Regions from separate parts of the Mus musculus genome. Here all the other regions are linked to region 1. A link is a contact called in public HiChIP or PLAC-seq data. All regions are on one chromosome and are shown on one strand. Each heading gives the region's core, a stretch centred on a gene start, on an enhancer-like site or on the middle of the called end of the contact. The rest is flanking DNA. Distances are from core to core; before and after follow the strand shown. Region 1 has its middle 26 kb from the start of Acp7. Region 2 holds the start of Fbxo27 (F-box protein 27). Region 3 holds the start of Fbxo17 (F-box protein 17).

Region 1 (2,762 bases), core at 239-2,738:
CCTACACAACATCTGACAGAGCTCTTAACAATGGATGGATCTTCAAGCCCAAAGTTCCAAAGTCCTTCCACAGTCCTCCCCAGAACATGGTCAGGTTGTCACAGGAATATCCCACTCTGCTGGTACCAATTTGTCTTAGTCAGGGTTTCTACTCCTGCACAAACATCATGACCAAGAAGCAAGTTGGGGAGGAAAGGGTTTATTCGGCTTACATTTCCATACTGCTGTTGATCACCAAAGGATGCAGGACTGGAACTCAAGCAGGTCAGAAAGCAGGAGCTGATGCAGAGGCCATGGAGGGATGTTCTTTACTGGCTTACTCAGCCTGCTCTCTTATAGAACCCAAGACAACCAGCCCAGAGATGGTCCCACCCACAAGGGGCCTTGCCCCCTTGATCACTAATTGAGAAAATGCCTTACAGTTGGATCTCATGGAGGCATTTCCTCAACTGAAGCTCCTTTCTCTGTGATAACTCCAGCTGTGTCAAGTTGACACAAAAACTAGCCAATACACAGGCTAATACAGAGAAGGAGCCAAAAATCTTTACTGTGGGTCAGCGCTATTCTCCAAGACCCTACAATCAAAGGTCATAGCGAGCATGCCTGTAATCCAAGCCCTTGGGAGACTGAGGCAGAAGTGTGAGTTCAAGACCGGCATAGGCTACCCAGTGACTTTGAAGAGAGCCTTGGCTACATAGTAATAAGAAAAAATAAAACAAAACAAGTTGGAGACAATGGCACACACCTGTAATCCCAGCGTGTGGGAAGCGGAGGCCGGCAGATCCCGGAAGTTTGAGGCCCGCCTGGGTGTAGAATGATACTTTGTCTCAAAAGATTAGAAAAATTGCTGGGGTGGGGAATGGCACATGCCTTTAATCCCAGCACTAGAGAGGACAGAGGCAGGTGGATCTCTGTGAGTTCACAGCCAGTTTGATCTAGGGATTTCCAGGCAGCCAAGAGCTACAGTGAGATCCTGTCATAACAACAATAACAAAAACAAGCCAGGCATGGTGGCACAGGCCTTTAATTCCAACACTTGGGAGGCAGAGGTGGTTGGATTTTTGAGTTCGAGGCCAGCCTGGTCTACAAAGCGAGTTCCAGGACAGCCAGGGCTACACAGAGAAACCCTGTCTCAAAAAACCAAACCAAAAAACAAACAAAAACAAATAGAGGCTGGAGAAGTTAAGCCTGAATTCACACTTGTGGCATAGAACACATGCACACTTATAGATAAAAATAGGATAAACCTAAAAATATATAAATGAAAATAAAAAATTAGGGCCCTGTGATTAAAACCCCGGGTATTTCCCAATAAGAGATGCTATCACTGCCAGCTGCCCATTATCTTATTGTCTCCTTCCCTCAGTTAAGGCCATCAATCAATCCACACATCCCAAAGAATGAGGGTGTGGCAGGCACCCGGACAGCAGGTGTCCCATGTTGCCTTTGTCCTCTGCTCTGCTAACTAGATGCGCTCCAGGCCACACACCCACCATTCTTCTGCTCCTTGCACTGCCTGGCCCTCCAGAATGGTTCTGATGGATTCCATTGGCTAGAACGGAGTTGCCAATTCCTGGGCCACTCATGCTCAGTGAGAAAATAGCTGAAGGGATATGGGACATCCTCCACTCTCTGCTCCAAACTGAGGACTGGGAGTCATTGTTGGGCATTCCTCTGGCTTTCTCATAAGGTTTTCTGTAACACTGGATCCCCACTGAAATTGACTCCCCAATACTCAATCCATTGATTTCATGTATGGACCCTGAGAGTGTTTGCTCCCTGCTTTGAGAACCCTTTGCCTTGACAGAGAGCCTCAGGACCCCGTGGATTAACCTATGCCTGCAATTTCCAACACTTGGCAGGCTGATGAAGTGGATTTCAATGAGTTTAAGGAGGATAGCCTGAGATACACAGCAACTTCCTTGTCTCCAAAAGAGACTGTGGAGAAAAGCGAAACCTGAAGAGACTCAGTGACCACACACACACACACACACACACACACACACACACACAGAGAGAGAGAGAGAGAGAGAGAGAGAGAGAGAGACTTAACAGTGGTAACAATGAAACTAAGGGATGGGAGCATGGCTCAGCTGTAGGGCACTTATATCTAAAATGTACTAGTGAGGGGCTGGGGGCGTGGCTCAGTGGTAGAGCCCCTGCCTGGAATCCCCCAGTGATGGGCTGGGGGCGTGGCTCAGTGGTAGAGCCCCTGCCTAGAATCCCCCAGTGAGGGGCTGGGGGCGTGGCTCAGTGGTAGAGCCCCTGCCTAGTATGCAGGAAGCCCCCGGCTCCAATTCCAGCAGCACACACTCATGTACACACAAAAACAACCCTTTCACAACGGAACTGACAGGTAAGCACGATGACAACTGTAGTCACTGCTTTGTGTGCAGGCTGTAGCTGGTTAGTGCCTCATGTGCCGTGGCACCCAGATGCCGATGTAGAGGACAACTTGCAAGAGTTGGTTCTCTTCTTTTACCTTGTGGGCCCTGGGGTTTAAACTCAGGTTGCTGAGCTGAAGCGCCTCACCAGCACCTGTCTGGGTGTTTTTAGATCTCTGTAGTCCAGGCTGACTTCAAACTTGTGATCCTCCCTGCATTAGGGTTCTCTAGAGGAGCAGAACTGGTACGGTATGTCTATCTCCTATCTGTCTGTCTGATCTATCTATCTATCTATCTATTCATCCATCTATCCATCTATCTATCCATCTATCTTACATGTCAGAGGAGTCCATTTGGGACAAAGATCTCAAGTTCCAA
Region 2 (2,753 bases), core at 53-2,552, 37 kb before region 1:
TTAAAAAATTAAAAGTTTATGTCTGCAGACTATGTATATATGCCCTCTCTCCAGAGGCCAGAAGAAAGGGTGGTCTCCCTGAGACTTGAGTTACAGATGGTTGTGAGTCTCCACTTGAGTGTTTGGAACTGAGCTTAGGTCCTTTGGAGGAGCAGCTCTTAGCCGCTGAGCTATCTTTCCAACCCGCAAAAACAAAAAGCAAAACAACAACAAAAACAAAATATACTAACAAAATTTAAAAATTTGTAACTGCTCTTCTAGAGGACCTGGGGTCAGTTCCCAGCTCCCAAGCCATGAGGCTTAGTCTCCTGAAACTCCAGGCGCAGGGACGAAAATAAATTGTTAAAATGTAAAAGCCAATGAAACAAAAGATATTTATGTGTTGATTTTAATTGCTCTTGGTGCCTCTCTGTGCATCCTGTCTCTCAGATAGAAGATATGCTGTTTGGTCCCCTCTACCGCTCTCTTATGTAGGTCAGGTGATTCCAGCTACTCTAACTGGGTCAAGTGTGACCCCACTTCTAGCCCCTCCCTCTGCTACATCTGTAGACCTGCCTCTTGGTTTAACTCTAGGCCCCGCCCATTTCATACCTTGTGACTCCGCCCTATCCTCTCACTGGTTTCCTTCTGGTCTCACAGCCTACAAATATCCCGTGACCCCGCCCTTAATACCTTCCGGGGGATTCCTTCTTGGCTCTGTCCATTAGCATTCTTGGGGCCCCGCCCTTTGTGCTACAGTTCTCTCTTGGTCCCGCCCCTAGGCTTCCTCTAGGCCCCGCCTTCTCAGCGCCTCACCTTGGCCACAGGGGTTGCTGATGAGGTTGCGTCCTAGCGGTCTCAGTGCGCAGAATTGGCCCAGCGGGCAGGGCGTGTCTTCGTGGGCAGGGGGCAGACAGCGGCGGGCTAGTGTCAGCAGGGCGCGGCCCGCTGCGCTGTGGTCACGGGCCAGCAGCAGCAACCATAGGGCCTGGCCATCTACCAGGGCGCGCCAGGCGCGGCACACTCGGCGGCAGTGCATCAGCAGCGTGCGCGGGGGCACGTGGCTCAGTACCAGCAGGAGCAGCTCCGGGGGCAGACGGCTCAGGTCCAGGACCTCCTGGGGGTCGGGCTCCGGCGTCGGGACCCGGGTCCTGGATATCCAGGCACCCATGGTCCCCGCGCCCCGCTTGGCTGGGACTGCAGGAGAAGAGGGGTTAGATGTTAGTGATTAGCAGCCTCTGCTGCCAGGCTTTGCAGCCGTCCACCCCGAGACTAACATCCCCGAAGCCATCCACTGTCTCCCACGTCCCTTACCGCCTCTCTGTCCCCAAAGCCTACCCTCCTCCCAGCCCGCTGGTGCTCACCGGCACCCCTGCCAGCTCCCCTTCGCGGCCTGGAGGACCGCATAGCTATAGCTTTGCCTAATACTATCCTTCCCAGGCGAAACCTCTCTGAGATTCGCCGAATGTCCAGCCCTGTGGATCCAGACCCCACCTCCTTCCGGCTTAGGACTGGTGGACAGTTTAGGAATCCACCTGAGGACACAGATTAGGCCAGGGCTCTGGCACAGTCCTAGCGGTTCAGCAACCAATCCAACACTTGGAGTGACCCTAAATCCGCAGTGGACGCCTGGCATCTGGTAACAACTATTATTTCGGGTAGGCATCCAAGTGGAAGGCTCCACCCCTAAACGCCTTGTGCAGTCCGTGACCTTAATCCCAGACAATCATCCAGTCATCCGCGATTTACAAGAAAAAGCAGGCTCTAGAGGACAACAATGACCCCGCTAATCGAAAGCATCAGCTGAAGCTTACAGTTTCGAACTTCGGCAACTTAGCACATTTTAAAAAGAGATTTATCTTATGTATGTGAGTACACTGTAGCTGTACAGATGGTTGTGAGCCTTTATGTGGTTGTCCGGAACTGAACTTTTAGAACTTCTGCTTGCCCCGGTCAGCCTTGCTTGCTCTGGTAGGTTCTGCTCGATCTGATCGACCTGCTGAGTCTCTGCTTGCTCCAACCCAAAGATTTATTATTATACATAAGTATACTGTAGCTGTCTTCAGACACACCATAAGAGGGCATCGGATCTCATTCTGGATGGTTGTGAGCCACCATGTGGTTGCTGGGATTTGAACTCAGGACCTTTGAAATGAGCCATCTCGTCAGCTCCCCGAACATCTTAACACAGAAAAGGAACCGAGGCTCTTAGAGGCCGTGACCTTCCTAAGTGACTAGTAGTGTTAGTGAGTGGGTCTAGCTCCAGATTTTTTTTTTTTTTTTTTTGACAGGGTCTCACTTTGTAGGGCTGGCTAGCCTGGAACTCACTGTGTACGCAAACTGAGAGACCTGCCTGCCTCTGCCTCCTGAGTGCTGGGACTAAAGACATGTATTACTATGACCAGCTCTGTCGGGCAGTGGTGGCGCATGCCTTTAATCCCAGCACTTGGGAGGCAGAGGCAGGTGGATTTATGAGTTTGAGGCCAACCCGGTCTCCAGAGTGAATTCCAGGACAGCCAGGGCTAAAAGAGAAACCCTGTCTCGAAAAAAAAAAAATAGTTTTATGTGTATGGAGGTTTGCCCGCATTTATGTCTCCACCATGTTTGTGCCTGGTATCTGGGGAGGTCAGAGGAGGTATTTTCAGGATTCCCTGGAACTGGAGTTACATGTGGTCGAGAGCACCTGTGATGCTAGTTAAACCCAGGTCCTTTGGGGAAATTGGCCATCTATCTCTCCAGCCCTACTTTTCAACTGAGACTCAGGTAGAGCCCAT
Region 3 (2,768 bases), core at 259-2,758, 60 kb before region 1:
TTAAGAAAATGTACTACTGGCCAAACTGATGGGGGCATCTGTTCAGTTGTGGGACCCTCTTCCCAAGTGATGTTAGCTTGTGTCAATTTGACATAAAACTAGTCAGCACACGGTCATTGTTTAAAATCAGATTTGCGCAGAGGCAGGCTCTGAGTTCGAGGCCAGCCTGGTCTACAGAACGAGTTCCAGGACCGCCAGGGCTACTGGCGAAAAACAGAACAAAACAAAACAAAACAAACCACTAAAATCAGATTTGTGTTATTTATACTTCCAAGACAGGGAGTGGAATAAACTGAAGAAATGAACTCAGAAGAACAAACGTTACACGGAAAGGAATAAACACAGCTGAAATGCATCAATGTAGCTAAGTCAGGAAACAGCCTGAGACCCTGAAGCACGCATTCTGCAAAGGGGCTGCCAGCCAGAGTGATCCAGCCGCGGCCCAGGGCCTACATGTTGGTCTGGGCTGGCTATTTCTTTTCCCCCTTTTCGGTTGGCTATTTGGGACATGGGTAGAGCTGCGAGAGGGGGTGCTGGGAGAACCTTTTCTTCTTTTTTTTTTTTAAATTTGATTTTAAATAAAAAGTAAGATGTTATTGTTGCGCAAGTGTTTGATGTGTATGCGTGTTAGTGTGTGGGTCAGAGGACAACACGTGGGTCTCCATTCTCGCCTTTAACTCTGAGTCTTGAGAATCACCAGGAGGCTTGGCGGCAGGCACTTTTTCCTGCCACCATCGACCCGGTAGACCTAGTTCCATAAAAACAAAGTATGTATGAAACGTGGGAAATGAAGCCCACTACTTTGTATGCTATCTTAAATGTTAGTAAAAAATAGTAGGGTGTGGCTGCGCACGGGTTTAGTCCCAGTACTGAAGAGGAAGAGGCAGGGGGATCTCTGAGTACAAGGCCAGGCTGGGCTACATAGCAAGGCCAGTCAGAGGTACAAAAGAAAAGAAAAAGAAAAACCACACACACACACACACACACACACACACACACACACACGGAATGTAAAGTCTTCTCAGTGGGACTTGTAGCTTTGCAACTTGCACGTGTACAGCTAGCTCAGTGTAAGAGTGCACTGCATAAGGGAAGAGTCTGGGAAACGATGTACAGACTCCTGGAGACTGCGTCCCTGGGGTGGGGTGGGTTGGGGGCGGGGAGGGGCACACAGAGCCAGTGGAGAGACTCCTCCATTCTCCAGACTGCTCCAGCCGCTGGTTTGGACACGACCCTCGAGTCCCATCCCAGGTCCGTACCTGTCCGGGAGCTCACCGGGCGGCCTGCTCTGAGTTGGCGGGGAAGATCCAATCCCTACCCGGCGCTGGAGGCAGTCGAAGAGTAACCCGAGGTCCGGGAAGTCAGCCCCGTGATCTGGGGTCCTAGTGGACCGTCTTCTTCTATGCTCAGGATCCCGGGGCCACCGGGCAACGTTGCAGCCTGAGTGAGCCCGGCCCAGGGCCGCCGAGCTAGGCCGCCTGTCCCTGAAACGTGGCTGCCAATCCCCTGGTGGACACCCCGGGCACCTCCCCTGCCCCCTTCCCTGAGACCCGCCCCGCCCCACTCTTCCGCCCCAGGCAGCTTTTCCTAACACCGTCGTCAGGGTAAATTCTTTGGTCCCTAGCGAAAGGCTCAGCTGTGGCTCTGACCGCAGATTTGAAACCAGAGAATGAAAGCAGAGACAGGATCGGTTCTTGGAAGCAGAATCCGTCTTTAGCAGAACCGTTCAACACGCGGGCTCCGCAGCAATCGCTACTCAGCTGTTCAGCTTAAGCGAACCCTTCCCCTCCAGGAAGATCAGCGACGCCCCCCCCCCATGACTCCTTAAATTTATTTATTTACTTATATATTCACTACCACCACCACCCATCTCCCACCCACTATGTAGCTATCCAGGAACACTATGTAGATCAGGCTGGCCTGAAACTCACAAAGATCCCCCTGCCTCTGCCTCTTGAGTGATAGGCTCCAAGGCAGATAACAGTACTTCTCAGCTATTGTTATTATTTTAGATGTATTATTTATTTTCATTTTGTGTGTGTACTGGGTGGTTTTGTGTGTTAACTTGACACAACTAAGAGTCATCGGGGAGGAAGGGGCCTCCGTTAAGAAAATGTCTCCATGAGATCCAGCTGTAGGGCATTTTCTCAATTAGTGATTGATTGGGGGGGGGGAGCAACCCATTATGAGCGGTGCTGTCCCTGGACTGGTAGTCCTGGGTTGTATAAGAAAGCAGGCTGAGCAAGCCATAAGGAGCAACCTTCCACTGCTTCTGCATCATCTCCTGCCTCCAGGTCCCTGTTCTGTCTGGGTTCCTGTCCTGACTTCTTTCAATAATGAACAGCAATGTGGAAGTATGAGCCAAATAAGCTCTTTCCTCCCCAACTTGTTTTTTGGTAACGGTGTTTCATTGTAGCAATAGAAACCCTAACCAAGACAATGTATATGAGTGTTTGCCTTCCTGTGCCTATGTGAACCACATGCATGCAGTATCCACAGAGGCAGGCAGGGGTGCTGTGAGCCTTGGAGTTACAAATGGCTGTGAGCTATTGCAGAAACCAGACTCAGGTTCTCTGTAAAAAAAACAGTCAACGCTCTTAACCACTGAGCCATCTCTCCAGTCTTTTCCAGGGTCTTTGTCAATCACTTTTCATTATTTATCTATGTACTTATTTATTTTTTTATGTGTTTTTATTGTGTGTAGGTGCAACACATGCATGGGAGTGTCGTTGCATGTGTGTGGGTCAGAGGTCATCTTTCCTTCAGCG

What was found. HiChIP or PLAC-seq counts read pairs in DNA pulled down with a chosen protein or histone mark.
Region 2: an H3K27ac HiChIP or PLAC-seq map of embryonic stem cells shows a contact between it and region 1, with 9 read pairs. The contact joins the promoter of Fbxo27 here to the enhancer-like site in region 1. A contact is called at or near these places in 1 of 39 promoter capture datasets (macrophages), 8 of 484 Hi-C or Micro-C datasets (the AML12 cell line, embryonic stem cells, stem cell-derived epiblast-like cells and 1 more), 11 of 115 datasets of contacts at active chromatin or transcription factors (the SCID.adh cell line, T-cell acute lymphoblastic leukemia, double positive thymocytes and 3 more) and 3 of 9 other capture datasets (adipose tissue, liver and pancreatic islet).
Region 3: an H3K27ac HiChIP or PLAC-seq map of embryonic stem cells shows a contact between it and region 1, with 8 read pairs. The contact joins the promoter of Fbxo17 here to the enhancer-like site in region 1. A contact is called at or near these places in 21 of 39 promoter capture datasets (the 3T3-L1 cell line, 3T3-L1-derived adipocytes, the C10 cell line and 12 more), 3 of 15 datasets of contacts at CTCF or cohesin (the NIH/3T3 cell line, pro-B cells and stem cell-derived epiblast-like cells), 103 of 484 Hi-C or Micro-C datasets (the 63-12 cell line, the AML12 cell line, the BV-2 cell line and 54 more), 19 of 115 datasets of contacts at active chromatin or transcription factors (DN3 thymocytes, T-cell acute lymphoblastic leukemia, acute myeloid leukemia and 10 more) and 4 of 9 other capture datasets (adipose tissue, embryonic stem cells, liver and 1 more).

What each region holds. Positions count from the first base shown.
Region 1 is chr7:28,655,312-28,658,073 of GRCm38.p6, reverse strand. No RefSeq gene overlaps it. Among named protein-coding and RNA genes, the nearest start is that of Acp7, 26 kb to the right of the region's middle. Within about 2 kb of position 1,488, at least 9 of the 459 cell types and tissues checked have an H3K27ac peak or open chromatin away from gene starts, as enhancers often do. A contact at or near this core is called in differentiating embryonic stem cells, embryonic stem cells and extraembryonic ectoderm, where this site is marked.
Region 2 is chr7:28,691,693-28,694,445 of GRCm38.p6, reverse strand. It overlaps Fbxo27 (F-box protein 27), which reads right to left and starts at 1,302. Exons shown (of 5, transcript NM_001163702.1): 1 at 796-1,302. The coding sequence starts at 1,150.
Region 3 is chr7:28,715,530-28,718,297 of GRCm38.p6, reverse strand. Fbxo17 (F-box protein 17) reads right to left here and starts at 1,508. Exons shown (of 7, transcript NM_015796.2): 1 at 1,260-1,508.